Linked DNA regions of Mus musculus: all the other regions are linked to region 1. A link is a contact called in public ChIA-PET, HiCAR-type, HiChIP or PLAC-seq and promoter capture Hi-C data. All regions are on one chromosome and are shown on one strand. Each heading gives the region's core, a stretch centred on a gene start, on an enhancer-like site or on the middle of the called end of the contact. The rest is flanking DNA. Distances are from core to core; before and after follow the strand shown. Region 1 holds the start of Psmd13 (proteasome (prosome, macropain) 26S subunit, non-ATPase, 13). Region 2 overlaps Kndc1 (kinase non-catalytic C-lobe domain (KIND) containing 1). Region 3 holds the start of Utf1 (undifferentiated embryonic cell transcription factor 1). Region 4 holds the start of Spef1l (sperm flagellar 1 like). Region 5 holds the start of Msx3 (msh homeobox 3). Region 6 has its middle 5.7 kb from the start of Olfr524. Region 7 holds the start of Ap2a2 (adaptor-related protein complex 2, alpha 2 subunit).

What was found. ChIA-PET counts read pairs in DNA pulled down with a chosen protein or histone mark. HiCAR-type assays count read pairs that join an accessible place to other places. HiChIP or PLAC-seq counts read pairs in DNA pulled down with a chosen protein or histone mark. Capture Hi-C pulls out chosen DNA fragments and counts their contacts.
Region 2: an H3K4me3 HiChIP or PLAC-seq map of embryonic stem cells shows a contact between it and region 1, with 7 times the contacts expected there. The contact joins the enhancer-like site here to the promoter of Psmd13 in region 1. A contact is called at or near these places in 3 of 39 promoter capture datasets (cranial neural crest, embryonic stem cells and hippocampal neurons) and 4 of 115 datasets of contacts at active chromatin or transcription factors (astrocytes, embryonic stem cells and forebrain).
Region 3: a contact with region 1 is called in a promoter capture Hi-C map of pancreatic islet. The contact joins the promoter of Utf1 here to the promoter of Psmd13 in region 1. A contact is called at or near these places in 6 of 39 promoter capture datasets (the HPC-7 cell line, cranial neural crest, frontonasal cranial neural crest and 3 more), 14 of 115 datasets of contacts at active chromatin or transcription factors (the NIH/3T3 cell line, the SCID.adh cell line, astrocytes and 6 more) and 2 of 9 other capture datasets (embryonic stem cells and pancreatic islet).
Region 4: a HiCAR-type map of astrocytes shows a contact between it and region 1, with 4 times the contacts expected there. The contact joins the promoter of Spef1l here to the promoter of Psmd13 in region 1. A contact is called at or near these places in 7 of 39 promoter capture datasets (the 3T3-L1 cell line, cranial neural crest, embryonic stem cells and 3 more), 3 of 484 Hi-C or Micro-C datasets (bone marrow-derived macrophages, cortical neurons and embryonic stem cells), 16 of 115 datasets of contacts at active chromatin or transcription factors (acute myeloid leukemia, astrocytes, bone marrow-derived dendritic cells and 10 more) and 1 of 9 other capture datasets (liver).
Region 5: a contact with region 1 is called in an H3K4me3 HiChIP or PLAC-seq map of embryonic forebrain, with 7 times the contacts expected there. The contact joins the promoter of Msx3 here to the promoter of Psmd13 in region 1. A contact is called at or near these places in 8 of 39 promoter capture datasets (the 3T3-L1 cell line, the C10 cell line, cranial neural crest and 5 more), 1 of 484 Hi-C or Micro-C datasets (muscle stem cells), 16 of 115 datasets of contacts at active chromatin or transcription factors (the SCID.adh cell line, acute myeloid leukemia, bone marrow-derived macrophages and 12 more) and 1 of 9 other capture datasets (pancreatic islet).
Region 6: a contact with region 1 is called in an RNA polymerase II ChIA-PET map of effector CD8 T cells, with 8 read pairs. The contact joins the enhancer-like site here to the promoter of Psmd13 in region 1. A contact is called at or near these places in 3 of 39 promoter capture datasets (the 3T3-L1 cell line, cranial neural crest and stem cell-derived epiblast-like cells), 1 of 484 Hi-C or Micro-C datasets (embryonic stem cells) and 3 of 115 datasets of contacts at active chromatin or transcription factors (the SCID.adh cell line, T-cell acute lymphoblastic leukemia and effector CD8 T cells).
Region 7: a contact with region 1 is called in a promoter capture Hi-C map of adipose tissue, with 4 times the contacts expected there. The contact joins the promoter of Ap2a2 here to the promoter of Psmd13 in region 1. A contact is called at or near these places in 2 of 39 promoter capture datasets (neutrophils and pre-B cells), 1 of 115 datasets of contacts at active chromatin or transcription factors (pancreatic cancer cells) and 1 of 9 other capture datasets (adipose tissue).

What each region holds. Positions count from the first base shown.
Region 1 is chr7:140,880,517-140,884,459 of GRCm38.p6, reverse strand. It overlaps Psmd13 (proteasome (prosome, macropain) 26S subunit, non-ATPase, 13), which reads right to left and starts at 2,066. Exons shown (of 13, transcript NM_011875.4): 1 at 1,894-2,066; 2 at 882-960. The coding sequence starts at 1,988. Sirt3 (sirtuin 3) reads left to right here and starts at 2,591. Exons shown (of 7, transcript NM_001127351.1): 1 at 2,591-2,697.
Region 2 is chr7:139,912,603-139,916,545 of GRCm38.p6, reverse strand. Kndc1 (kinase non-catalytic C-lobe domain (KIND) containing 1) reads right to left here. Exons shown (of 31, transcript NM_177261.4): 7 at 2,950-3,064; 8 at 2,493-2,564; 9 at 2,345-2,406. Among named protein-coding and RNA genes, the nearest start is that of Kndc1, 20 kb to the right of the region's middle. Within about 2 kb of position 1,940, at least 41 of the 459 cell types and tissues checked have an H3K27ac peak or open chromatin away from gene starts, as enhancers often do. A contact at or near this core is called in embryonic stem cells, where this site is marked.
Region 3 is chr7:139,942,090-139,946,032 of GRCm38.p6, reverse strand. It overlaps Utf1 (undifferentiated embryonic cell transcription factor 1), which reads right to left and starts at 2,177. Exons shown (of 2, transcript NM_009482.2): 1 at 1,604-2,177; 2 at 921-1,506. The coding sequence starts at 2,159. The coding sequence ends at 1,043.
Region 4 is chr7:139,976,809-139,980,751 of GRCm38.p6, reverse strand. It overlaps Spef1l (sperm flagellar 1 like), which reads left to right and starts at 1,997. Exons shown (of 7, transcript NM_001033465.3): 1 at 1,997-2,205; 2 at 2,607-2,718; 3 at 3,530-3,680. The coding sequence starts at 2,070. Adam8 (a disintegrin and metallopeptidase domain 8) reads left to right here. Exons shown (of 24, transcript NM_001291066.2): 23 at 718-792; 24 at 1,225-1,820. The coding sequence ends at 1,275. Gm16201 (a long non-coding RNA gene) reads right to left here. Exons shown (of 5, transcript XR_389973.3): 5 at 1,772-3,755.
Region 5 is chr7:140,047,149-140,051,091 of GRCm38.p6, reverse strand. Msx3 (msh homeobox 3) reads left to right here and starts at 2,004. Exons shown (of 2, transcript NM_010836.3): 1 at 2,004-2,306; 2 at 2,952-3,943. The coding sequence starts at 2,093. The coding sequence ends at 3,352.
Region 6 is chr7:140,206,506-140,210,448 of GRCm38.p6, reverse strand. It overlaps a transcript of Cd163l1 not described here. Among named protein-coding and RNA genes, the nearest start is that of Olfr524, 5.7 kb to the right of the region's middle. Within about 2 kb of position 2,173, at least 33 of the 459 cell types and tissues checked have an H3K27ac peak or open chromatin away from gene starts, as enhancers often do. A contact at or near this core is called in the SCID.adh cell line, T-cell acute lymphoblastic leukemia and effector CD8 T cells, where this site is marked.
Region 7 is chr7:141,559,938-141,563,880 of GRCm38.p6, reverse strand. It overlaps Ap2a2 (adaptor-related protein complex 2, alpha 2 subunit), which reads right to left and starts at 1,701. Exons shown (of 22, transcript NM_007459.3): 1 at 1,455-1,701. The coding sequence starts at 1,521.

The sequences.
Region 1 (3,943 bases), core at 817-3,316:
CCTTGTGCGTGGATGGGCTGGGAGAGCTGGGAAGTGAGGAGAGCCCTTTAAACCGTCCCTCTCCCTAGCAGTCTTGCTGTGTAACCCAGGTTAGTCTTTAACTAACCATCTTCCAGATTCAAGTTTCTAAGTGCTGGGATTGCAGGTGTGCCATTGGCCCCTTTTGGTGCTGTCTCGTGAGGTGCATGCATAGGGCCTGTGGATGGAAGCACATACTTCCAGTGAGCCATTTTCCCAGCTCTAGTCTAAACTTGTAAAAACCAGAAAGTCTGTTTCAGTGTTGGGATTTATTAGCTGTAAGCTATGGTGACTTATCTACGTCTGCTATTACATATGAGAAAGAGAGAGACTTTCTCAGTGCTGTCATGAGGGCCCAGTGCTTACAGCAGTCCGTGGCACAAAGTGATTGCTAAAAGATGCAGCTTAGTGTGACCACCATAATGCCGCCCCTTCCCCCCACTCTTGTCTTTAAATGTCCATGAGCAGAGTTGGGCCTGACACTGCATATATTTAATGACAGCACTTGGAGGAGGCTAACCACTGGTGGACTGTGAATCCAATCCCGGTCTGGTCTACAGAGCAAGTTCCAGGCCAGTCAGAGCTATACAGCCACAGCTAATCTCAAACAAACCAACCAACCAACCAACCAAGCAAGCAAAAATTGTCTGGAGACGTGGCTCAGTGATAGTTTAAGAGCATTTTGAAGACTCAAACTGGGTTCCTAGCACCTACACCAGTTGGCTTACAACTGCCTGCAACTCCAGTTCCAGGAGATCTCTTCTGGCATCCTTGGGCGCACACACGTTAAAAGTAAATAAAAATGAATAATAATAGTTTGTAATTATATTCAACATCGTCTGAGCTGTCTGGTAAGTCATTACCTTAATGAGACCATCTCCTTGGGCAAAGCATGGGTCCTGCACAAAATCAAGCACCTCAAGTGTCAGCTGATGCCACAACCTACAAAACAAAAAGCCCTCAGTCCCACATCCTAATGTGAAGAAAAGGATGCCTTCAGCCTTGACGGTCCCATCAAACACCAAGTATTTCCCAGGTCCCACTGCACAGCCAGGAGTTAAAGCAAGCGCCAGCCAATTCAAGCCTATTTCTGGACTGACTTTGCTTGCACCCCCTAGTCACTTATCCTTTCAAGACTCAGTTTTCTTAGGTAACACTGGAGAACACTTTTTGAGACAGCGTCAACTCCCACTCTGAGTGTCAACTGGAATTCCAATGCCACAACCTACAAAACAAAAAGCCCTCAGCCCCACATCCTAATGTGAAGAAACGGATGCCTTCAGCCTTGAAGGCATTGGTTGTGACTTTAGAATTCTACAGCTATATTTTGAACTCCATTCTCTCTTACTTATTAGCTGAATACCTCACAGAATAGAAAACTGATATTCAATCTTATCTGTCAATAGGAAGGATGAAATAAGCCAATACTTTAAAAAAGCCAATATATGAACCTTTAGGACACCGAAATAGCATACTTCATACCAAGACTAAAGGATAATATTTAATAATAGAGATAAAAGTGTTTTGAAAAACACAAAATGTTACACCATATATAGGCAGGTACATACTAAACACTGAAAAATTTCTCTTGAAATCACTAAGAGTTTTAACTGCTGGACATTGTCATGTGGAAAGGTTCTGAGGAAGAGGTGTTTTTTCATAGGCAAATTCTTATATCAAAGTCAGCAATTCGTAATTGTTCTTATCAAAGCTGGTAAGGCTGGAACGCAGGGAGTCTAGATACAGAACCCTGTTAACAGCTCTGCTCCTAAGGCTATCTCGACCCCTTTCCTCCACATCCCTGACCCTCCGGACTGATCAGAGCCCCTGGCCCTCCCACAGTCCTCTCCCTCCCGCCCCAGCCTCGGAGCTCACTTCTTCGTGTACAGCTCTTCCAAACGGTGCCAAACGGCAGCCTGGCCCGGCCCGGAGCTCTGACTCTGCTGTAAGAAGGCCGGCACATCCTTCATGATTGCAGAGAGCTGGGAACAACACAAGCACTAAGCAGTCAGAACCGGCAGGGATGGCGCACGGAAGTGCTCGCTCACTTCCGGCACCGCGGGCGCGCGGGGCATGCTGGGAGCGTCCCACTAGCCTCACGGGTTGCGGTCGTCAAGGTAACCGCGTTCTTGACTTCCGCTAAACTTCTCCCGGGTTTCTGGCCCTGCCCTTGAGGCATTAAAGAGTAGAGGTGCCTGGGGACAGCTAGCCACTGACTGGTCACGTAGCCTCAAGCCTGCAGACTTGGGTCCTCTGAAACCGGATGGCGTTTGGCGAGGACTAGGTGTGATGCAAATCGCTCAGAGAGCATTAGTTATCACCCGCCTACTCAAGGAGGTCGAGAGCGGCGTAAAACGATGAAATCTCCCGGTTTGGCTTCCCAACCAATAAGTCAGAGTCCCACAGAGGGAGAAGCTGCCAGCACCAGGCATAAACACAGCCTTCCACACTTCGGGTTATCGTGCGGGGGCTGGGCTGGGCTCGGCCGAGGGAAGGCGCCGGAGGGCGGCACTTGGCCAGAGGGGGGGCGGGAGTAAGAGTGCCGAGAGGGCGGGGCTTGGCTCACGGGGGCGGGGATTCGGATGGCGCTTGACCCTCTAGGCGCCGTCGTCCTGCAGAGCATCATGGCGCTAAGCGGTCGACTGGCATTGGCCGCGCTCAGACTGTGGGGTCCGGGAGGTGAGCCACGGCAGGGGAGACACGGGATCTCGCAGATAGGCTATCAGCGGCGTTTTAGGGGCGGGTAGCTGGAAGCAATTGTGGGAGTAAGGACCCGGCAGGCGCGCCCTTCTACAAGGTTTTGCTGACCGGCCATCACTACCTTCTCCTTAAAGGTGTTTTTCTATGTAACTATTGCAGCACAGTCTTTGAAATATTTTATAGAAGTTCGTTGTATGGATGTCTTATAATTTATATCACCATTTCCTTATTGAATACTTTCTAATCTTGAATTATTACAAATAACGTGATAAATAAACGTGTTTGCACCCCATTTGGACCACAAATTCTCAGTAGACAGCCTTGGGTAAGGTTACGTGGTTTGTATTATTTTGAGACTGGTCTCTTGTTCAAACTGGCCTTCAGCTGGCTGTGTGAAGGAGGATGACCTTGAACTCCGGATCCACCTTGCTTCCACCTCCCTCCAAGCGTCGGAGACTACAGTCACATGCCACCACATCCAGCTGTTACTTGTGTTTTAATTGTCCCCCATAAAGGTTGTGAAACTAAAAATTTTTACCAACAGTCATACTGTCTGCAAAATAGTAACATGTCTCATAGAGTCCTGAGAGTGATCAATAATAGGGATATTTTCAGTTTGAAATAAGTGAGTATATTAAGTTAGAGAGAAATCATCACACTGCATATTCAAAAAAAAAAAAAAAAGTCAGCAGACGTCTATTGGCTATCTTTAAGGTAGCTCGGTGGAACTCCCAGTAAAGAGTCCTTGCCAGAACAGAGTGACCCTTTCAGTGAGGTTTTTAGTAAAGCAACAGATGGAAGTAATATCAAATTGGACACTTGCTACATCTAACAGAAACTGGCAGAGAAAGTTGAGATAGTCATTTGGAGCTCCCAGGTGGGCTGTCCCTCTGTCTGAGCTGCGGGATTTCCTTCCTACTGGAGGGCACATTCTTTTTCTTGCAGATACTTTCCTATACTGGGATAAACTATAGTGACTTCCACTGGAAACCGTTTCCCTTCTGTTCTCAAGGGCACAAGTGTTTTCACTCTTGGGCTGTTTTGCTGTTCTCTCTCTGTCCTTTTACATAGTTAGGGGAGCCAGCCCTCCAGACTTTGGACTTTGAGACAAACATGGGTCTGGCATGAGGGAAGGGGTTGTCGGCCTTGTTTCCAAAGCCATCTTCTCAGTGAGCTCAAATGACGCAAGACAATTTATCAATATAATGTACAAATTTGGACTTTT
Region 2 (3,943 bases), core at 691-3,190, 970 kb after region 1:
TGGAGGTGAATCATCTCCTGGGAATTGAACTCAGAACCTCTGGAAGAGCAGTCAGTACTCTCAACCTCTGAGCCATCTGTCCTGACAAGTTGTTTGTTAAATTTTATGTGCTTTCTTTCTTTCTTTCTTTCTTTCTTTCTTTCTTTCTTTCTTTCTTTCTTTCTTTCTTTCTTTCTTCCTTCCTTCCTTCCTTCCTTCCTTCCTTCTTCCTTCCTTCCTTTCTTTCTTTTTTTGCCTGTGGGCTAAGACCTCTTCGGCAAACCCCATCTCTAAAATTTACATTATGATTCATAACAGTAGCAAAATTACAGTTATGAAGTAGCAATGAAAATAATGTGTGGTTGGAAGTCACCACAACGTGAGGAACTGTATTAAAGGGTCTCAGCATGAGGAAGGTTGCGAGCCACTGCACAAGAGTCTTCAGATTCTAAGCCCAAGTCCCTTGGTAGCTCTGGGCCATCACAGCAATCTCCTTCACGTTGGCTGAGCTGTGGAGTTTGTGTCCATCTCAGCCAAGCACGTGAGGACGCTGCTTGTGGTGTCTCCTGCCGTCCTGGTGCTTGCAAACGCCCCTCCCTCTGCCATCTCTGCTTTGCGTGCTTTCTCTTTTCCTGCTTCTCTGGCTCCCCGTTCCGTCTGCTTCACCTGCCCTGTTTCTAGGGCATCCCTTTGTCTATCAGACTGCTTCCTAGTGGCTTGTTTGCACAGTGGATCATTGTCAACGTCCTCCAAGTCTGCATCCAGCTCGCCTCTCCCACTTTTGATTAAGTATTTCCTCCACAGACATTTATAAACAAATGAAGCTGTTATCTGATACCCCGGAGCTGTTACCGGAGAAGCTACCTGCTGTGGCTGCTACAAATAAAACTCTACTTGCTCTGAGCCACCAAGCCATCTCTCCAGCTCAGTCTTTATACTACACACACACACACACACACACACACACACACACACACACGGCTCCAAAACCATATTATTATTGCGTGTGGATGGTGTGTGTGTGAAATCTGTGGTGCGAGATTTCTCTACGGAACCCCTTCACTCTAGGGCTTGGATCCAGACTTAACTGCCGGGCTTTACTCGGCAAGCGCTTTAGCCACTGAATCAACCATTTTGCAAGCCCAGTCTTTCTTTTGGCTCTTTAGAACCCACGGCACTAACTACTCTTGTCTGTGATACATTTTTAGTTCTTTTTGTTTTTCCTTCTGAGAGCTTCTTGACACATAGGGGTTTTGCGGAACAGAGGACTCTAGGTAAAAGGTTTCCACTTTTAAGGTCATCAGGTAGGAACTCAGTTGCCATTTGAACCGTTTACCCCGAACATAGATAAACTGTTTCTCTTTTGACCTTCAGCTTTCCGAGGGGTTTCACTACAACATAGCGTTGGTTTCTTTAGGTTAATCCCCTTCTTTTCCGTTTCTTGAGTGGTAGGCTTATGTGTTTTGACACAATTGGATATTTTTCATTCATTACTCACTCACTGATTACTCTTCTGCCTCGCCCACAGTTTTCTTTCCTTCTAGAATTCTGATGCCATGAATGCTTGGTTTTCTAGGGCAAGCTTCTCGGGCCTGTTCAAATTTTGATCTCATTTCTTTTCCTTGTCCACATGTCTATAGTCCTAGCTTCCCCGCACCGTCGTGGGTGACTCCTCAGCATGGGCAGCCAAGGCCAGCACACCTCTGTTGCTCTCAGGGTCTCAGGTCTAGGCTGGCCAATGGACCCCAGACACATTGTGCAAGCAAAAGGAGCAGGCAGGCCAGCTGAAGTCACTTGCTCCTTCCTGGCCCTCTGGCTAGTAAGCCTGACCCCGGGGAGGCTCCCTTTACCTTTGCGGAGTTTTCCAGGTGCCACTTCTTTAGTAGCAGGGTCCAGCATAGGAGACTGAAAAAACCTTGGTTTGCTCGGCCCTGTCTGGTATCACCCTGCTCCTTCACTCCTCCCACCCGCCCCCCATGGCCCCGCCTTCTATATTGCTCCGCCCATTCCCTCCCAAGACCTGGTCCCTGCCTTGTCGAGTACCAGATAAGCCAAAGCCTGGAGGATCAGCTGACCTGATTCCCAGGGTGGGGGCTGCATTAGGTTCTGAGTGTAATTTAGTTCATTTAATTTAAAATTTATAAGAGCCTATTATATTAGCTTGTTAGTGGCGGCGGGTCTACGCCCTCGGACTGGAGCTCGTCCCGCCCAGCGTCCCAGGGCACGCCCATGACTCAGAAGACATCAGTGAACGCAGCTACAGTAGCCCCGCGAGTAAGATGGGTGCCACGTTTAGGCCATCTGGCCCCGCGATCCACTGGGCAGAGGGTGAGGATGGAGCGAGAGAGGTGATGTGGTTGGTTACCTTCTCTGTCACCAGCTTCTCTTCTGACACTTCGGGAGCCAAGAAGAGTGAGTTGTAGGCGCCTAGAAAGGCAACCACAGTTTGGTTATTCTTCCTTCCTTGGGGAACCCGCTCTGGTTCTCTGCCCCCGAGAGTGACCCTTGTGTACCATTGGCAGGGGGCGGTCCGAAGAACACTGTCCCGTCCTCGGCCACCAACACGTTGTCCAGGCACAGGTGAGCTGCAACAGAGCGGATCAAGTATGCAGCCGTGTGTGGGCAGCTCCCTTGCCAGCATCAGGGGATTCCAGACCACACAGAGACCCCAGAAAAACCTGTCAAGACTGGACAGACACTGGAGGGCTGGCCATTCTAGCCAACAGTTGCCTAGGAACACTGTTAGGGTATATCACCCTCATCGAATTAAGAATAAACGGGAGGATGGGTGGGGACATGGTCCATATTGCTCTGCCCCTGGAAATGGCTGGGTGAAGTAGGTTGGGCCCTTCACATTCTCCAGACTCCAGGCTAAGAGGTTGCAGTGTCACAGCAGCCATTCTCCCACTCCCTTTTCTCCCTCCCCAGCTTTTGGGCTCAGGGCTCAAGGAGAGCAGGGTGACCCATCACCTGGGTGCTCCTTGTGTGTCTGCAGAGTGCTAAGGCAGGAGAGGCACAGTGCCCACAGCTCGTACTCCCTGAAGGGCCGGCCTAGCTTAGACAGAAGGTCCTTCAGGGACAGGCTCTGTGGAAAAGAAGGGTTACATAAGAACGCTTTGTCCACCTGATGTCAAGGAAGGGTTTCCACGGAGAAAGATGTGCGCTTAGTGCTTCTGTTTCTACTTGCAGTATCCCCCCTATGCCAGGGGCTGGAAAAGTTCTCCAAATTAAACACGAGTGTGGGTAAGTGTATGGAGAAACAGGAGCCCTCACCCATGAGCTGGTACAGTTGCCATGAGAGAAGATGGCAGATCCTCCGAGAAAGTACAGAGAATTACCTCAAGATACAACACTGGGTACCCCTAAGATCTGAAAGGAAACTGGAGTGGACAGCAGACCACTCAGGTTCAAGACCTTTCACCACTCACCAGATCCAAAAAGGGAAAGCAGTTCAAATCCCCAGGAGTAGATGAGTGGATAAAGAAATGTGGTTCAGGGGCTGGAGAGTTGGCTCCGTGGTTAAGATCACCTGATACTCTTGGATAACTCAATTCCCAGCACCCACACAGTAGCTCACAACCTTCTGTAACTCCAGATCCAGGGAATCTGATGCCTTTTTCTGTCCCCCATGGGTACCAGGCATGCACATGGTGCACAGTCACACGTGCAGGCAAAACATCCATACTTATACATTAAAATAAAGGTTAATAGAAGTGTGGCCCATCCGTGGGACAGACTATTAGAGCACCGCTCAGCCTTTAAAAGGAGGAGTGTTTTTACTTCTGTGAGCTTGTGTTTTAAACACATCGTGTAAAACTTAATGTTTTAACCATTTCTGATGGCGTGGCCCAGGGAAATAAGACCATTCAGGAACTGGGTGTGGCGGTACACACCTGTAATCCTAGCATTTGAGAGGCAGAGGCAGGAGGACCAAGAACTCAAGCTTATTCTTGACTCCACAGTG
Region 3 (3,943 bases), core at 928-3,427, 940 kb after region 1:
TGTATCTGGAGCCCCGGCCCTGTGGCTCCCAGGCGTTTGCTGGGGAGGCATTTGCAGAGTGGGCTCATCTCTAAGGTTTTAGCAACTTATTCTCCCTGTACAGTGGGATCCTTTCCAAGTTTGTCTCTCACAGAAGGGATCGCAGGACCTGGCAGGAGGTCCACACCACAAGTCAGTACCTGAAGGTCCATTCCAAGTCTTCAGAAGGGGAATTGTGACCTTGGGACCATCTGGATAAACTCCTCAGGACTTCCCTTAGCCAAGACTTAGTCTTTGGGTTAGCAGTAAGGGCCGGATGGGCCCAGAATTTGTAAATTGGAGCCTCAGGATGAGCCGTCATTGTTATGCTAGTGAAGTGCCGGCAGCAGCTTCCTTTCCTCTACCTGCACCTAAGCCCTCCCCCACTCTGACTCTCTAGTCCCTGAGGACCTTGGAATTTCAGCTTTGAAAGTTCTAGTTGGGCAGCTGGGCTTTGCTAAGTCCGTTGGAGTGGTTGATACCCAGGCCCCAGCCTCTCTCTATAAATCTGACACCTCCGAGGAAGTCTTCCAAGTTCTCCCCGACTATTCCGGTTCACACGGCCCAGAGTATTCAAACTGAGTTTTACTCAGGATAGGCGAGAACTTTAGGGATGTTTTACTTTACTCAATAGCATAATGCCTTGAGAGAGGCCCTTCTACTTCTTAGCCTACCCGCCATCCACGTACCTTATCCAGCCAGCCCCTGGGTTTCAATCACTGCTGACCAGTGGAGGGGTTCCGCACATCAGGTGCCCCAAACATCAGGTAACAACTGTGTACCACTCCGCCAAATCTTCACCGAAAAGATGCACAACTGTGGGGCGAGGGGCTGTGTCTTTTAGCCTCTACCCTTAGGGTTCCATTCTTACCGCGACCTGGAGTCCGAATTCATTCACAGGATTAAGTAGAAAACACAATCTTTATTTTGGTAAGAACCTAGGTTTGAGATGGGGATGGGGACAGTAACAGGGGTCGGGGTAGACTGGGAGTCGTTTCTGGAGAAGAGGACTGATAACAAAGCTTTATTGGCGCAAGTCCCCAAGGATGCCCCGCTCGGAGGCTGCACTGCCCAGAATGAACCCCACCGCCAGAGAAACGGTTTGGTCGAAGGAACCTCGTAGATGCTCCACGTGCTGGTTCAGGGTCGACAGCTGGTCGCGCAGAGGGCCCAGAACTGTTGAGATGTCGCCCAAGTGCGTCAAGGTCTGCAGCAACGCGGTATTCAACGACTGGGGAGCAACCTGCGGGGAAGAAGCACGGCCCTGGGAAAGGCCAGGAGGCTCATTCGGGGTCTCCACGTCGTGGTCGGGGGTTGGCGTCGGGGAGGATTCGAAGGTATGGCCCGGCTCAGGAGGCAGAGTGTCGGTGCTCGTAAGAGGAGGAGAGCTGGTAATGCGGTGGGCACCTGCAGACTTCGTCGTGGAAGAACTGAATCTGAGCGCAGGGGCAGGTTCGTCATTTTCCGCAGCCAGCGGCAGCTCGGCCTCTACGAGAGAAACGCGCGGAACGTACGGAATCCCAACTCAGGGCTCCGCCCCTCCCCAGGAGACCCAGACCCTTCTTGCCCACATGGCTGCTCCTACCTTGCTCCACCGGTGCAGGTGCGGGTGCTAACGCGGAGAGGGACGAGCGGCCGCGGCGCTGGGGACGTCCAGGGCCAGTAGAGCGGCGGCGAACCCTCGGCGGCCCATCGTCCCCCAATAGCCCCATGAGTTGGCGGATCTGGTTATCGAAGGGTCCGGACGGCTGGCCCTGGGAGTCTCGGAGTTTGTCCTTGAGGAACTTGTAGCGACGGCGGCACTGAGCGGGCGTGCGCCGAACTTGCTGACGGGCCAGTGCGGCGGACACGCGGCGGTAAGTAGGCAGAGTCTGCCTGCGGTCCAGCAGTAGTGAGCGCCACATGGCCGGCTGCAGCAGCGTGCCCAGAAGTAGCTCCGTCTCTCGGGCACTCCAGGGCGTGCGCTGCGCCGAGTCCGGGGACACGGGAGCCTTGGGCGAGCCGGGTTCAGCCATCCCGCCCGAAGTAGCGAAGGCATCAGACGTAGTCACCGGGACATCCCCGGCCGACCGCAGCTCAGCGTCGGGGCTAGCTGGCGACGGCGGAGAAAAAGCGGGCAACCTCCGGGGACGAAGCAGCATCCCTGAGCCAGGTAGAGGTGCGTGCACTCCAAGGCGTGGCCTCACCAGAGAGGAGGGCTCCTCCAGAGCCGCCCACACACGCTCTAAGGACCCCGCACCGCCCTCTGCGTCTGAACCTGGTCGTTGCGACCCTCCCATCGTCTAGCCGCCCCGCCCCCTCGCCTACCTAGTTCCTCTTGGCCTGTGCCTTGCTTATTCTAGCCCATCCCCTTTCTAGTCCTTTCCTTAGGGACCCAGGACCTGAGAACGGAGTTTTTTTGCCCTGCTACACAAAACAGAACGTGTAAAAATTTTTTTACTAAAAAAAAAAACCCAAAAAACCATTTAGGGCTAGAGAGATGGCTCAGTGGTTAAGAGCACTGACTGCTCTTCCAGAGGTCCTAAGTTCAATTCCCAGCAACCACCTGGTGTTTCACAACCATCTGTAATAGGATCTGATGCCCTCTTCTGGTGTGTCAAAAGACAGCGATGTACTCATATTAAGTACATACATACATACATACATACATCTTTTTAAAATAAGGCTTATTTGTTATTATACCTAAGTACACTGTAGCTGACTTCAAACACACCAGAAGAGGGCGTCAAATCTCATTACGGGTGGTTGTGAGCCACCATGTGGTTGCTGGGATTTGAACTCAGGACCTTCGGTGAGAGCACTCTCTTACCTGCTGAGCCATCTTTCCAGGCCCAAATAAATCATTTTTAAAAAGCATTTAATCAAGGTACAATGTAATAAGATCGAGTGAAGAGGGCAGATGGGAGGAGTCAGCTCGTTTGTTTTTGTTTTTATATTTGTGCTTCGCCCATTAGTTACTACTCATAAACAGCCTGTGAAAAGCTCCAGAAACACAAAACTCTGGCACCTTGTATGGCTAGTGCACCAGAATGTGTTGTTTATCTATGCAAATTGTAGACCCATCCTCTCCATTCTGCTCTGGCTGGGGGCTTTGGAAGATGGATGGATACATGTTGTATCTAGTTGACTCATCTAGCTAGGGAGGCCATTTGGGTGCTAGATTTGATAGCGATCAGCGGCTGCTAAATTGGAATCTTAGTTCACACACACTACAAAAAGGAATCTTTCTATCTATTAACAAAGGGTGACAAAGTATCAACTCTTCCCCTCAAGATTAAGACTAAGAAAACGATATTCAAAGTTCGTCTGAGTGTAGAATTCTTGGCCAATGTAGTCAAGACAAGAAAAAGGAACATCCTAAAAAGATGGCAAGTAAGTCCCTAGTAGCCCTAGTTTTACAGAGATCAGTGAAGTCAAAAGGAGTACCAGTCTGCCATCTTGCTTCTGGGACTGTGGTGGTCTCCTGCTGTGGGACCGAAGACAACAATGTAGCGCAAAGATTAGCGGCTGTTTCTTTAGTGATTTGTGACTAGGGGCTTGAACAAAGACCAAGGACCACTGGCTGTGTTCCTCATGACTGGGGTAGGCCAGGTCATCTCTACTTGCCATTCCAAGCCTAGCTTCCTGGGGACAGTATTCTGAGTTACAGCCTGTTGTTTTCAAGGTGTTTATCACCTGGTTCAAGCCCCCCATGTGATGGGATCTGGTGGCTCTGGGGACAGGCAGCTGGCGATGGTGGGACCTTTTTGTCCATTCAACACACCGTGTGGTCATCTCGAGCTTACTTTCAGTCTAGTGGTCTTAGGGTAGTTAAACTCCATCTGTGCTGGAGGCTTCCCTCAGGTACAGTGCTCAGGACTAAGCTCCAGGCTCAGCACAAGGCCGGGACCTGAGATGTAAGGTTCACTGAGCCTTTTGGGCCACT
Region 4 (3,943 bases), core at 748-3,247, 900 kb after region 1:
TCTGCCTGCCTCAGACTCCTGAGTGCTGGGATTAAAAGCATGCACCACTGTGTCCGGCCAGGGACTAATTTCAGACTTATATAAGAGCTGAAAAATCCCTTTAATCCCAACACTTGGGAGGCAGAGACCATTGAATCTCTGAATTCAAGGCCAGCCTGGTCTACAGAGTGAGTCCAAGATAGCCAGGGATATACAGAAAAACCTTGTCTCAAACAAAACAAAAGGAAAAGAAAGAAAAGGAAGAAAATGTCATCCTAGTCACAGTCCCGGCAGGCAGAACGGAGCAGGGTACGGGAATCCTGGGCAGGGATGAAAGGAAGCTGGGGGGGGGGGGGAGGGAAAAATGTGTCTAAAGCCCATCATGCCATGTTACCATCCTCTTTAACAATGTGGAAACAAAACGGGTTTTCCTAGTTAATTCTTTCCTTTTGAGCTTCTAAAGACCCATGTTCTGAAAGCTTCAGGGCAATGTGTGGGATACTGGGGAGGCCGCAAGATGATTGGCTGGGACAGTTAGCCAAGAAGAGGAGCTCTGCCAGGTTCGGGCTTTATCTTCCTAGCGGTGAGGCCATGCAGATGTTTCCTACTGAGCTGCGTGCAGACAGAAGCCTTCCAGGCTAGGCTGGAGCTGAGCAGGACAGCCTCAGGATGAAGCTAAGGGCCGTACTTGGCCTACTTAGGAGATGCTCTCAGTCAGCTGTGTCTGGTTCCTCCCAGGTCAAGCCAACCTTTGCACCCCCGACACCACCAGTCAAGCCCGGGACTGGAGGGACGGTGCCTGGAGCAACTCAGGTGAGCCTCAGAGGGAAGGGGAAGGGGAAGGGGAAGGGGGAGTCCATCTTGCAGGAACCCTCCTGCTGACTGTGGCACTGTTTCGGAGGGTGAGTGGCTGTTTTCATTTTCTTAGCTGGTAAGTTTTAGTGACATTTGAAAAAAAAAAAAAAGAAAGAAAAAAAAATCCTCAATAACAGGCTTGATGTCTGCTTTATAATTTGCCAGAACTTTCCAGTGCTTGCGGCTTTCGGGGGCTATGGAATTTTCCTTTTCATATGGCTAGTCTACAGTATATATGAAATGCTAGTACAGTCATCTTGTGAGGTCGGGCCCATTCTGTTGTTAGGGGAAGTGGAAGTCTAAATTTAAAGAACTGGCAATGGGTATTTTCAGCTGGACCTCTCTCTTATCAGGTCCTCTTTAATATCGATTTCCTTTTTTTCTTGGCAGGGAGCTGGTGAGCCAAAGGTTGCTCTGAAGGTCCCCATCCAGAAGAGGTGACCAGCTAGGGCACCCCAGGGCCATCGTTTGTGGACGTTTGGAGATACCACTGCTCCTATAAATGTGTTCCTTCAGCAACACCACAACCACCACCCAGGCTGGACCTGCACACGCTGTTCCTACCTCAGGAATAATCTTTCTGTGGCTCTTGCTGTCCAGATGCCCTCATGAACCAGTGGCCTCTCACTGGCCTTGGCCAGCTTAGACCATACATCTGCGTATGCTAGTTGCTAGGCAGGGGCGGTGTACCCTGCAGTGGGCGTGATCAAGTCTGTCTGTCTCTGGGTGGACAGAATGCCAGGAGTCCCCTCCCAGCAACTTCTGCACTGGCCCTCACACAGTGACCTCTCTCCAAGGCACAGTTCCTGTATCTACATCCCACTCGTGTATGAGACTTAGGAAAGGAAAAGACGTCGTTCTTGGGGTGTTGGGACAAGAAGTTGCCGTCATCTCCGGATTGAAACAGATTAGTTGTTGAAATTATGACTAAACACTATTCACTAATAAAGATTCTATTTTATCAATAGATTATAGATCACATTCTACATGGCAGTTTGTTTTTATTACACCAGATCAAACAATTTCACCTACCATCTCCCTTCGTTTTTTAACCATCCACCTTGATTCAGCCCGATCTCTGGGCGTGCAGGAGGACCAATCCTTCCTGGGATCGAGGGAGGGACCAGCGCGGTTAGGGCCCCGCCCCTTCCGGCTGTGCCGCGTCTCCCAGCAACGGTCCAAACCCGCCAGGTTTCTTCCGCTGTGTTTCTCTGCTGCACACCCACTTCTCTGCCATGCTCAGTGCTTCCAAGCCGAGCTCAGCTTCGTTCCTGCCAACGCCTGGGGATATTCATAACCTCTGCGCCTGGCTGGACCGGCTCCCACTCAGCCGCCCCAAGCGCCACTTGGCTCGGGACTTCAGTGATGGTGGTGCGAGTGAGGGCGAGGCGCTATGGGGCGGATGATGAAGAGGACTCAAAGCTGAGGGCCACCCTTGCCTCCAGCCCCCTAGTACGGGTGTGGGTGTTGGGGGAACGGAGCGGTTCTTGAGTCCAGACTCGTGCTCCTTAGGAAAGGTAGTAGCAAACAGGGCCTCCTGTGGCTCTTCCAGCTCCCCCTGGGCTCTCACGCTGTATTAGCTTCCCAGGCCATCCTACCACTTGGTCTGACCTGGAGTCTAGGTGCCGTGCCAGACTCGGGGACAATTATGGGCTCCCCAGGAAAAGCTCGTGTCCTTCCCACTCCATTCCATGCATCTCATGTGGTCAGGGATTACAGTTGCAACCCAGGGTCTTGACCAGGCAAGCCAAGTTCCCCTCGCATTCCCACAGTGCTGGTGGCCGAGATTGTGAAGCACTTCCGCCCTCGGCTGGTGGACTTGCACAGCTACGTCCCAGCCTGCAGTACAGACCAGAAGCTGAGCAACTGGAGCCTTCTCAACAGGCAAGGCCTGGGAGCTCAGCCCACCTAGGTTGACCCCGGGATGCTCTCTCCAGCCATGGGTCTCTGACTGCCTAACTGTGGGTCCTTGCCTATAGAAGAGTACCACAACCAGGGGTACTAGGGCACTAGTACCCCTAGTACCACTCCTGGGGGTGCTAGGGCAGCCTATCAGCTAGCCTGCTCCCTTACGGATCAGTAGAGTTTTACTTCACCTCCCCAAATGTCCTCAGACAAGACTCTGCCTGTGTATAATAAGTGATCTCAAGGACAGAGTCGGGCAGATATGTCTGATGTAGTCCAATCACAGAGGGCCCTCGGGAAGTGTCTGAGCAGAGCAAGGTGGAGAACCTGTGTGGGCACCCCCAAAAGACTGGCTCAGATTGGAATAGAAACATTGCTGGGCTCAGGCCTGGGTCTAATCTCATGGGCTTATGTTTGAGAGGGAAGAGATGAAAAGAGACCTCAAGGGAGATGATCATGCTGAGAGGGCCCAGCTGCAGGTTTCCAGGTACTGTTGAGCTGTCTCAACAGGATTTACCGAGGGCAAGCCAGTAGAGAGATGAGAATGAATGCAGAGAACATGGCCTGATAGAGCACCCCATGTTCTGCGATCTCCTGAGACATAGCTCCAAAGGCCAAGAATGAGATAGCCATGCGCCACTCAAGTGCAGGGCACAAAGGGGCTCTCTGAGAAAGCAAGATGCTGCCCAGTGGCTGGAAGGCATTGCAGGGAGCATAGAACTTCAGGGAGGGCTCAACTCCCAGTCCTTGATGGTACTGCTTTGAGAATGTGCTCCTACCTTCTTTGCAGGAAAGTCTTTCGCAAGCTGCACTTGTGTATCTCAGATAATGATATCCAAAGGGTGGTATCCAACAGGCCTGGAGTTATCGAGTCTATTCTATGTGCACTGAGGGAGAAGATGGAGGCCAGGACTGTTCATGTAGGCTCAGCTGGTACAGCTGTAAGTGTCTGCACATCAATTCAGCATGCAAGTCTGCTGTGCCTTCTGCCCTTTGCACTCAGTCAGACAATCCGTCTGTGTGAGAATAAAACAGAGAAATGAATGTCCCTGTGGTCCAAAAAGAAATGAAGTCCATACATGAGGCAACAGGCCTCACTTAGACTCATTCCTGACTTTCCTGCTGATCTTCTGGAAGGGGGGGGGGGCTCCCGAATTTCCTTTCCAGCCAAATCCACCTACCCTGGGGCAGTGAAAACACTTAA
Region 5 (3,943 bases), core at 755-3,254, 830 kb after region 1:
GGAAGAGATCCCTCTTCTCCTTCCCTCCTTCCCGCTTCCATTCTGGTTCTCTTTCTGCCTCTCTCTTGCCTCCCTTGCCTCTGAGGTGGTGCTTTTACCAGTCTGGAGCCAATCTGGCTTGCACTGGGCAGAGCTGCTCAGAACTGACATCAGCATCCCTCTAGGAAGTGGGGGAGGGTGAGAATTTAAGATCAGACTTTACACTGCTTCACAGGAAGGACCCTGCCCATTGGACCTGCTCCTGGCCCACAACCCTGTCCCTTTCCCTGGGCCAGACCTAAGTACAGACTCTTGCTTCCTCCCATCAGAGGCTACTTTGGGGGACATTGCTCACACACAGGCAAGTTGTCCTTTATTCCTTTTGTTTGTTTATCTTCTTTGTGCATTCCTGCCAGTGTTTTGATGATGCAATTATCAGCAGTCAACTCAGAACATCTTTGTTACATTAAAAAAGCAGCAGGCAAGTGTTGGTAGCATAATGGTGAGTATAGCTGCCTTCCAAGACAGCAGCAGTCGTCAGTCTGGAATTATAGCACGAATTAAACAGACGCTAGGTCTAGCCAGCCAGGAATCTTCTGCTAGCCCCTTTGAGCAGCTTCAAACTTTACACGAAGAAAAACTTTTTAATTAATTTCTCTGACTGAGCTCAACAATCAGACTGAACCCCAAAGCTGTACTCCATTGAAGTACTTTTGGCTGTCTAAAACAAATTTATAGAGAGATGTAGGTTGCTGATTTTGTGCTCTAGGATATTAATCAGACTTTATTTCCTAAATCAACCTCCCAATGTATTCTAAAATCAAAGCCCTGGTTTCTTTTTATGGCGCTACCGCCACAGTTTGCTTTGCAACATAGAAGAACATTTTTGTTTGTTTGGTGATGTGTGTGTGTGTGTGTGTGAGTGTGTGTGTGTTTTGTTTTGTTTTGTTTTGTTTTAAAACCAAAGGAACAGTGAGATTTGGGGGAAAGTATTACCAGGAGCTAGGGACTCTATCTGGCCTCAGATCCACCCTTCCTTAGAATCCTTAGCTGGCGGGTTGTTTTGTTTTGTTTTGTTTTTTAAAGCGCCTTCAAGAGGTTCCCACACTGCTTGCCTGGTCAAGGAAAGACTGCATCAACAGAGATACTCTCCGGCGGCCTTTCAGGAATTTGCATCGGCCGCCAGGCAAATACAGGACACCAGAAGACAACGATGCGCCCAGCATCCAGTTGTTTGAGCAGCCTGAGGTGCCTGCATGACGGGCTAGTATGCTAACTTCCTCTAAGAGATCTGTCTCCACCATCTTCCCTTGGCCTCTGCGCTTGGGACCCAGGACGCGTCTTTCTAGCCCATTCCTGGCCCAAACTGGGACGCAAGTTCAGCCCTCGAAGTTGCTAGTGGCCCAGAAAATGTTTGGAGACTCCAAGAGCTCAAAGAGAGACCAAAGCGAAACTAAAGATGCCACAACTCGACCTCAAGAGATCAGTAGAGGAGACGTGTTGGTCCCATTAGAACCCCACGGTGCAGACTAAAACACGTGCGAGCCAGGAACGCAGCAAGAACAGCCGATCAGCCTCATTAAACAGCACTGTAGTAGGCACGAGCCCATAGCTGCGCTCTGCCTAAGCGCGGAGGCTCACTGTGCCAGCAAAGAACTGATGCCTGGACGTAGCTCCACTATGAGCGCTCGCGCGCAGTCCATTCCTCCACTCCAGAAGGCTGAGGCCAACCATCTCTTTACCCAAGACTGACAGCCCCCTCAGCTTTTCCCGCTGGAGGAGCTTCATAAGCGTTCCTACAGACGGCAGTAAGTCCCGAAATCCTGACGTGGGCACGACAATGCTACCCCAGGTCTCGGGGCACTCAGTTCCCAGGCAGAAGCCCCGCCCCTCTCTGTCGGTCCCGCCCCCGAAACACTGAATCCAACCCGCACTGAGACCCGCACATCGGCTGAAACAACCATTGGGTAGCGGCGCATGAAAGCGGTGCTACCTTTTTATAGGGTGCGGAGGGGCCCGAGAACCACAGAGCCCAAGGTCCTAGCAAAATAAACCGCCGCTGGGTCCCACGCGTCCCAGCCGGGCGGCTAGCCCCGCACCCGCCATCCCATGCATGGCCCGGGCGACATTCGACATGAACGCGGCGGGGCTCGAAGCTCGCGGCGGGGGCCACACAGAGCACGGACCACTCCCCTTCAGCGTCGAGTCTCTGCTGGAGGCTGAGCGCGTACCGGGCTCCGAGTCTGGGGAGCTGGGGGTGGAGAGGCCGCTCGGCGCCTCGAAGCCTGGAGCCTGGCCCCCTCCAGTCGCGCACTCTTGTCCCCCACGTAAGTGCTCAGTCTCCCGGTCTCAGGCCCTGAAAAGCGACCGCGCTGTCAAGGCTCGAAAGTCCAAGGTGGGTGGGGGTATGCGCACTGTTGCTCCGAACTAGTGGCTAGTAATTACTAGCCATTAACCGGCTCAGTCCAAGAGCAATGATAACTGGCGGTGGGCGCCCAACATTGTGCACAGCCCAACCGCCAGGTCCAGGTCTCTTCTTGGTCGAGGTCCGCAACCCACAACAAATACCCTTAATGCTTTTCCGCTCCGGGTCGCTCACGCTCCTGCACCCCTTGCCCACTTTGCGTATGCCCCCGACAGCTAACTGGTCTGTTTGGAGACCTGACCGCTACTCGTCTTCGGTTATTGGACAGCCTCCAGGCCCAGTTTAGCTCTTTTTCCAAATAGTTAGTCCCCAGTTTAGTTGGGGTGCAAGATCACGGGTTGGGAGAGCAGACCTAAGTCTAGGGCGCCTCCTCCACTCCCCTGCCTCCTTGGTTTGCTTATCCACGTGGCTTTGGGGACCGCTGAGCGGAGCACTCACGGAGCCACGGAGCACCAACCTTCCTTTGTAAGGGTGGAAGAAGGTCGGTCGAAATAGGGGTGTGCAGCCAGAGTTTGAGCGCTCGCCCTGCGCTTCTCTTTCCTTTCAGGTGCCCCGAGCCCTCCACCCTGCACCCTCCGCAAACACAAAACCAATCGCAAACCACGGACGCCATTCACCACCGCGCAGCTGCTGGCGCTTGAGCGCAAGTTTCACCAGAAGCAATACTTATCCATTGCGGAGCGCGCCGAGTTCTCCAGCAGCTTGAGCCTCACTGAGACTCAGGTCAAGATCTGGTTTCAGAACCGCCGAGCCAAAGCCAAGCGGCTGCAGGAAGCTGAGCTGGAGAAGCTGAAGCTGGCAGCGAAGCCACTACTGCCGGCGGCGTTTGCCCTGCCCTTCCCGCTGGGCACCCAGCTGCACAGCTCCGCGGCCACTTTCGGCGGCAACGCGGTTCCTGGGATCCTCGCCGGGCCTGTCGCGGCCTATGGCATGTACTACTTGTCTTAGATCATGGAATCAAGCCCTAACCTCTTGGTTAGGCTCAGGGTTGCGCACAGTTCTGCCTGCCGCTGATGCTCCTGGTAACTTTTGACTTTTCATTTTAGTCTTCCCCCCCCCCCTCCTCCTGTTTATACGGTGTTATACTTGATGACTGGAGCCTATTTATAGACATCTTACAAATACTTTAAACCTTCCTAAAACCTTGCCCACATCAATCTGTTTTTCTGAAAGAAAACACACCGTCATATAGTCCTTGAAACAGACAAAAGCAGTTCTTCCTATTTCTTACAAAGCAGTCGACAAAGTATTTCTGGAGTGGGTGTGCTCCCTGTATTCACTCTGCCCGGACACCGAGGACTTCAGAGAGGCTCGATTGAGCTGGCATAAGAAAACAAATTCCATAAGAAGAAATCAAAATAAAAAATGAGATAATCGGACGGTTAGAAATTACTGTCTCTCCAACTGTTGTGACCAAATGGAAACTTTTACACTTTTTAGGTTTTATACCATTATTATTTTTTTTTTTAGAGTATATGTCGTTCAAGGAGCTAGAGGCAAACGCTGGATGGACTTGGAAGTAGGGGAGGGGACTGTTGG
Region 6 (3,943 bases), core at 924-3,423, 670 kb after region 1:
AACACTACCTGTGTGCAGGTGCCTACAAAGGCCAGAAGAAGATATCAGATCCTCTGGAACTAGTTACACTCGGTTGTGAACCTCCCAGTATGGGTGCTGAGAACCAAATTCAGGTTCTCTGAAAAAGCAGCAGCAACTGCTCTTAAAAGCGGAGCCATCTCTCCATCCCAGAACCCTTAGTTCTGATTGCCCCTTCCTCCTCCTCCTCCTCCTCCTCTTCCTCCTCCTCCTGCTCCTCCTCCTCCTCCTCCTTCTCCTCCTCCTGCTGCTGCTGCTGCTCTTCTCTATCCTTTCACCCTCCCCCTGTTTAGACTCTTCTATCTCCAATAACCTCCCTCAATGTTTTCTACTGTGAGATTTTAAAATATTTTATTGACATATTCGTTGTACATGGTACTAGGTTTAATGATGATACTTTCATATAACTAAACCATATACTTTGGCCATATTCACCTTCACTCACCTCATTTTCTCCATCCCCTCCTTGCTAGTCACCATCATTCCCCAGCCTTATATCTTCCTCCATGTCTTATATGTATGAATAATTTGTCTATGTACAATCTAGAATCCACAAGTGAAAGAAAACACTTTTCTCTTTGTGTGTTTGTCTGAGTCTGGCTTTATTTCATGTAATATGACTGTCTCTAGCTGCATCCATTTTCCTGCACAGAACTTAAATTTTTTCTTTATAGCTGGATAAAGCTCCATTTTGTGTATGTTTTGTGTCTTTGTCCCTAGGCTTATTCCATAGCTTGGCCATTGTGAGTGCCTCTTCAGAAAACTGATATGCAAGTATTTCTGTGAAATGTTGACCTGGAGACTTCTGTGTGAGTGCCCAGGAGTGGTGTAGCTGGGTTACACAGATGCCCAGAAGTGGGGTAGCTGGGTCACACAGATGCCCAGGAGTGGGGTAGCTGGGTCACACAGATGCCCAGGAGTGGGGTAGCTGGGTCACACAGATGCCCAGGAGTGGGGTAGCTGGGTCACATGAACAGGAGCTGTGTAGTTGAGTCATGTGAATGTTCTTTTTTTGTTTCTGTTTTGTTGTTGTTGTTGTTTTGCTTTATTTTGTTTTTAGGGTTTTTTTTCTTTTTTTGAGGAGCCTCCAGAGTGGAAATTTTTTATTATAAATTTAATTTCTCTGATAATTTCTCTGATACAGGGATATTCAAATAATCTATCCATGATTGAATCGGTGCTTCTGAATGTGTAAAGTTAATCTTCATTGATAAATTAATTGTGATGAAGCTATTTGTAAACTTCTTATATTACTTTTAGCCATTAGTGACATACACAAGATACCCCTCTTCAATCTCTCAAGCCCTACTGATAATTTGTGGGGTTCCTCTTTTATCTTAACTAGTCTTGATAGGATGGAATTCGCTTTATTAACATTTTATCCACTTGACCTCCAGGCTTGTTGATAATCCATATTTTACTTACACTTAATTATTGTTATTTCTTTCTTCCTGTGGGTTGGATTTTATCTGTTCTTTTCTTTCTGTTTCTTAAAACAAAACCCTTTGGCTTTTATCTTTTTTTTTTTCATTCAAAGGAACACCCCAAAGCTATGACTTTCTTGGCACTGCGCCAGCTGCATCCCCAGACTGAGTACTTTGAGGGAAGATAGCATGAGAGTCTCATAAGCTAAACATTTACCTACCAAGGGCCAAAGTCTTTTTCTCCTTTGTGTTTGCATAAAATAAATTAAAACATTGGGATAGGAAAGAAAAAGAAATTAAAACATTAGAGGTATAATAACGAGACCATACCAGTGTTCATGATAAAAATTGCTCCTAACTGCCAAAAACTGAAACATCTCCACTGTATTCTAATCAGCCATAGGTGACCATGGAAAATGGTGGCAAACGTTTCCAATGTGCCGCAGGTATGTGCGACATGGATAATCAAAGCTTAAAACTGGGTGGTTTTACTCATGGTGCATGTTTTGCAGTTCCAGGAGATGAAAAGTCGGCTTTGGAATCAGAAAGCACCAGTGGTCTCCTGAGGGTGAAAGGAGGGAGGTGTGCAGCCCTGGGATACCTGCTATCTTGTTTGCAGGGAGGGTTTCATGGGTGTGTTCCTGAGTCAAAAGCACTTAACTGTGTAACTGTTTGTGGTTATCAAACGTCAACCAAACCTCCTCAAAGCTCTTCGAAAGAAACAGAACGTCCCACCCAAAGGAAACTCCAGACCCAGAACCACAAAGCAGCCACGTTCCTGCAGCTTCCTCTGACCAGCATCTGAGAAGAGCTGACACTCGTAACCAGACGCTGTTAAGTTGCCACGTTAGAAAAACCGACACAGGAAAATCATCATGCTATCATAAGAGGTGCAAAAATGAATAAAATCCACTGGCCATTTATGATCATAAATAATCACAGCCAAGCGTTTGCAAACCAGAGGCTTTACAGAGGGAATACCCACCCTCATCGAACATCTTGCTTCTTGCTCTTACAAATCTGACCAACTCTGCACCAAGAGCTGGAAGCCTGCACAGGAAGATGAACAAAACTCACACCAGAGGGTTAGACAGGGAGCCATAACCAGATAATGTCATTGAGGTAGAAATGCCCGGAGAATGTACACAAAAGCGAGATGTCACAGCAGAGTCCAGCTTACTGAAGACCAAACTACAGGAGCCAGCTATTCATCTTCATGTGCCCCACACATTGGATTAGAAAATGAGTGCTAGACAGGTCCATTTGTAGAAGCAGCAAAAATATCCAATATGTGAGAACTGGCCCCATGAAAGGTATGAAGCCACCTCTATCCAGAAAGCTGAGAGACACTAAAGGGAATGTAAATAACTGGAAATACATCAAGCTGATAGGCTGGAAGCCTCAGTCTACAAAGATGTTGAATTATGGGAGCACAGAACTCCACAAACTGATCTAGAATATACTTGAAATGTTAAATGTGTAGGAACACCTTCCCTGCCTAAGTTGTGTGGAAACATGTTTGAGAAATAATGTGTTCACTGGGTCTTCCCAGAAGTAGAGAGGGCAGGGAGCAGAGAGGGTGGGCCTCTTTTTTCCTTCCTAGGAGTCCCTCTAGCATGGGCATGACGAAGGACATGCAGGTGTGCACTAAAGAGGGACAAAGAGAGAAAGAAGGCAAATCTTAGAGCTGGGGCTTCAGCGTGTCTGCTCCTCAGATAGAAGGGTAGATCTGCTTCGGTGTTGATGTTAGAAGCCAGGAGAGAATGATGGACAAGAAGAGCAGGGTGAGACTTTGCACACTAGAGAGATCTGGGAAGGACCAGGACACCATGCAAAGATGCAGGGCCTCAGGATGCCTGTGGGCACAGATAAGATCACTGGAAGCAGGAAGTTGTTCCCCACCTTGTGGCTTCTTTCTGAGAAATGGGGTTGGTTAAGAGTGAAAGAGCATGCTGGTAGAGGGAGGCAGAGGCCTAGAGGCAGAGACAACAGTGGGAAAGGGACAACAGAGTATTGGAAGCTATACCCCCACTCTCGAATTCTCGGGGGTGAGGGAGCACTATTGTGGAGCAGTGGCTGAGGATTGGACAGGACCATACATAGTCTCTGCACATTCCAGTCTCATTCCAAAGCGCTCCCACTACCACCACAAGGCCACCCAGCATCGATACTTATGACATCTCATCCTCACATCTGAGACCCCCACAGAAACTACGATTATTCTGGATCTGGGATATGGATATTGCTGAAGAGAAAATGAGTAGCCAACATTTGTAAAATGATTTTGATGCAGGCATTATGGAGTCATAGATGCTGGTCCCAGGCAGTCCCCAAAGGTACTGTCAATTAGATCCAAGACCATATGGTAAGCTGTGGGTCCCCTAGCCATAGAAATCTGATCCACTGTCCTCTGTGATTGAAATGGCCTCTCTTCTGCCTGTACATGCCAGAGCTGAAGCCTCCTTGTCAGACCCAAACACTGCACCCTCTCACTACCCACT
Region 7 (3,943 bases), core at 452-2,951, 680 kb before region 1:
GCTGGGCGGTGGTGGCGCACACCTTTAATCCCAGCACTTGGGAGGCAGAGGCAGGTGGATTTCTGAGTTCGAGGCCAGCCTGGTCTACCAAGTGAGTTCCAGGACAGCCAGGGTTATTAAAGAAACCCTGTCTTGAAAAAACCAAAAAGAAAAAGAAAAGAACAAAATGCTTCATGACTATGAATGTTATTGTCTAAAATTTTGGTAAGCCCTGATCCAAGGATGCCTGTATCTTTGCAGAGCAGGGAGGGACAGAAATCTACCTCTTCCAGAGTCCTACAGACCCAGGCAAGCTGGGGTCCTGCACACAGTCTTAGGGAATACAGTATAAATTTAAGTGTTAGTGTGACGACACACTGGGCAAAATTCCTCAGGAAGCATATTAATCTCTAAAGTAACAAAAATCATGGAGTCAGCTATTTGCTGGATACCAAGAAAAAAATAAACTGACAGGAAAATGGCTTTTCTTCTCATCAGTAAGGGGGTGTCTGATAACCCTCAGAAGTTTCTGTAAGCCAAAGTCCTGGGCACCCGCCCTGCCTGACCTTTAACCTTCCGACCCATTTCACTTTGAGCAGATTTTTTTTTTCCACCCAGGGGACACTGGCTACAGAACTGCTCAGCGGAGAAGCAGGCGCAGCTTCCAGCATCCACACCCGGCTGCTCCCGGTTCCCTGGGGGAATGAGTCACTTTAATCGCAGTGGGTGAGATCTAATCATCGCCCAACATGCCGCCTGAATCAGGTCCGAGAGACGTATAGTGTCCCTATCCCCGCCCAAAGAGAAATCCACGCTGTTTTGGAAAAGGCTGGGTTAAAGGCTCCATTACTAGAAAGACCAAGATGACATCATGCTGGGGAGGGGCGTCTAGGGCCGGAAACCCCTCGACTGTGCCACAAACCCCACAGACTCCCCACCGCGCCCCGCACTCCCATCGCTACACCTAGATCTCAAGACACCTAAGCCCCGCACCTCAGTCTGAACACCCACAGGCAATCTCCCAACTGTCCAAACCCATACATGCAATCACTCTACCAGGGGTCCGCACCCCAGATCTCTGCCTAACATCTCTGCTCCTACCCCAACCCCACTGCCAGATTTGCACCTCCAGGACCCTGCCCCACTCACCAGCACGAATCTTCACTCTACACCTCATCTTCGGGTCAGGACTTGGGACACCACCACCATCACCCCAGTCTGGTCCCCCCGCAGCAGGCTACCAACTCCCGCCAGATGTGCACCCAGGACGCGCGCTCTGCACCCTAAGCGCCCGCGCGGGACCCCCGCCCCACCGCGCGATCTGCACTCCACAGCCCTCCTTCTCAAGCCTGAGCGGACCCGCGCACCGGCCCACACCCCTCTCCCCGTTCCGGCCGAACCCCCCAGACCCCCGGCCGCACCTGCGGACCCCCGGCCGCGCCCCCGCTCAGGCCCGCCCGGCGTCTGGCACTCACAGTTGCGGATGTCGGAGATGAAGACCGCTAGGCCTCGCATCCCGTCCCCCTTGGATACGGCCGGCATCTTTGCGCCCCGGGAGCGGCCTCGGCGGCGGGCTAGAACAGCACGGGCGCGGCGGTCACGCCGAAGAGCCCTGGAGCGCGGAGCCGCCTAGCCACAGCCGCCTCGGGCCCCCGAGCGCCGCTCGCTGGGCTGCGCGCGCGAGCACGCACGACGCACGCGCTGGCGCGCACGCTGAGCCTCGCGCCCGGCGACGGGCGGTGCAAGAGAGCGTGCGCATTCTCGCGGTGCTGGGGGGCGGGGGGAGGACGAGGAGGATGGGGGCGTGGCGCGGGATAGAGCCGGATTGCTGCTTGGAGAACCGGAGCTGTGCGGAGCGCGCAGGCGCTACACCTCCTGGTATCACCGCCTGGTGAAGGATCCTTCCAATGTATACCGGAGTAGCCCCGATCTCGCTCTCACGGGTGAGCCCGGCTTTACCTAGACAGAGACACTGACACCAGTGCGGGATCAACCCAGTGTCACACAGGGGTGTAGGGGAGGAGCGGGCTGCACTAGCACCTACAGCAGTCAACCTTTGCCTGTGCAAACCGGCCCCAGAGCCCTGGCAGTTGGACTGACCTACCCCAGGCCACCGGCGTGGAACCGGAGTGAGAGGCGTTTACAAGCCTCTAAACTGGGACAAAAGGAAGCGCTACTCCAGGTTCCTACTTCCCTTACAAATGGGGAAACTGAGGCTTGAAGCTAGACTGACCACTCTTGCCGAGGTGACTGTTGTCTGGAGTACAACCTCTCAGCATTCATCCAGGCCCCTTTGCTTATTGCTTCTGCTCCCCTGTTCCCCTCTCTAGCGAGGTGGCCCCATTGGATCCTTCCTATGGACCCATTTTGCAGAAGAGCGGGATTGGCCCACCACTCCAGGAAGTGGAGATCATGGTGGCTCTTCCCTAGCTCTCTTCTGTGAAGAGGAAGCTTCACACCTAAGGTGGTTATCATGATCCAGACCCACTAGGCAGAACTCTCTGTCCCTTGCTTTTATACAGATGTGGTAGAGCCTAGTCCAGAGAATAAGAGGCACGACCCTCCTATAAATCAGGCAGTCCACCAAGGTCCCAGGACTGATGGAAGAAACTGAGAACATAATAAGCCAAATCTCTGGTGAGGCTGCTGAATTTGCCTGACTTTTTAAGAGGTGAAAGAGCCAGCACCAGAAAATAAACTTCCTCCAGCTTGTCTGCACCATCAAAAAGATGCTTCTGGGCCATATAAGGAGTGCTGGACAGGTGGCAATAGGAATCCCATTGCTTATGCCCAGACAGGAATGAGACTGCAGGAGATTCTCAGACTCCTCCATTGTACTGACTCTGAGAGTCACCACAGCCATCCTATAGTTAGTATTTTAAATAATTTCATTATAAATTATTTATTGAAAGGGGTGTGCAATGTGGAACTCAAAGGACACTTTGTGAGAGTCAATTTTTTTCCTTCCACCTTGTGAGTCCCAGGAAGCACCTTTACCCACTGAGCCATGTCTAAAAAATGGTTAATCTTGGTTGTCATATTGGATAGGATCTACTACACTCATCATGAAAACAAACATCTGGACACACCTGTCAGGAAGTTTCTAGATTAGTCTGATTGAGGCCCACCATAAATATAGGCTGTAAGGGTCCTGAGCGGAATAAAAAGGAACGGGGTGAGCAACAGCATTCATCTGTTTCCTGGCTGTGGTGACAATGTGACGAGCTGCCTGAGCTCTTACAGTCATGACTTCCCATTCTGAGAGAACATATCCTCCAACTGTGAGCTTCTACAAAACCTTTTCCTAGCTTGCTTTTGTCACAGCAAAAATAAATAATAATAAAGTGTCGCACAAGTGTGCCACATCAGGCCTGACAAGTGGACACAGGAAAGACTCCACCTATGGCCAGTGCCACCTATGGCCATCTCAGATACACAAGCCACCAGATCACTTTCCCCACACCGAAGCCTTGAACCTGAGCACATGATCCTTCCAAACCACTCACTGAAGGAGAGGCTGCCATTGGTAATGTGCCTTGAGAACAATTCTGTTTAAGTTGTCTGAACTAGAGACTTGTCACAGTATTTTCCCCAAAGACAGATGGTACTGAAAGCCCTGCCTTCCTCCACAGGTTGGAAGGGCGCTGCAAGCTCCAACTGCAGTTTGATAGAGGGGACAGCAGAGCATCCCAGACAGACAGCCCTGCCCTGTCTCATTTCCTATGCTCTCCTAGCTCTGCTCTTGCCCGCCTCCAGTCAGTTTTACAAATGACCCAGTTTCCTTCCTGTAGCTTCTTCAGTAAGTTACAGATAATGAACCTTATACAAAATCTTGGGGTTCTCTGCCTAGTACAGGTTTGGCTAGATCCTGATCATATTGAAGGGCAGGAATGCAGAAGTCCTCAGACCCAGTGGCTATCTTTGTGATTAGATGACTACCTGTGGTCATCAGAAGTGACAAGGG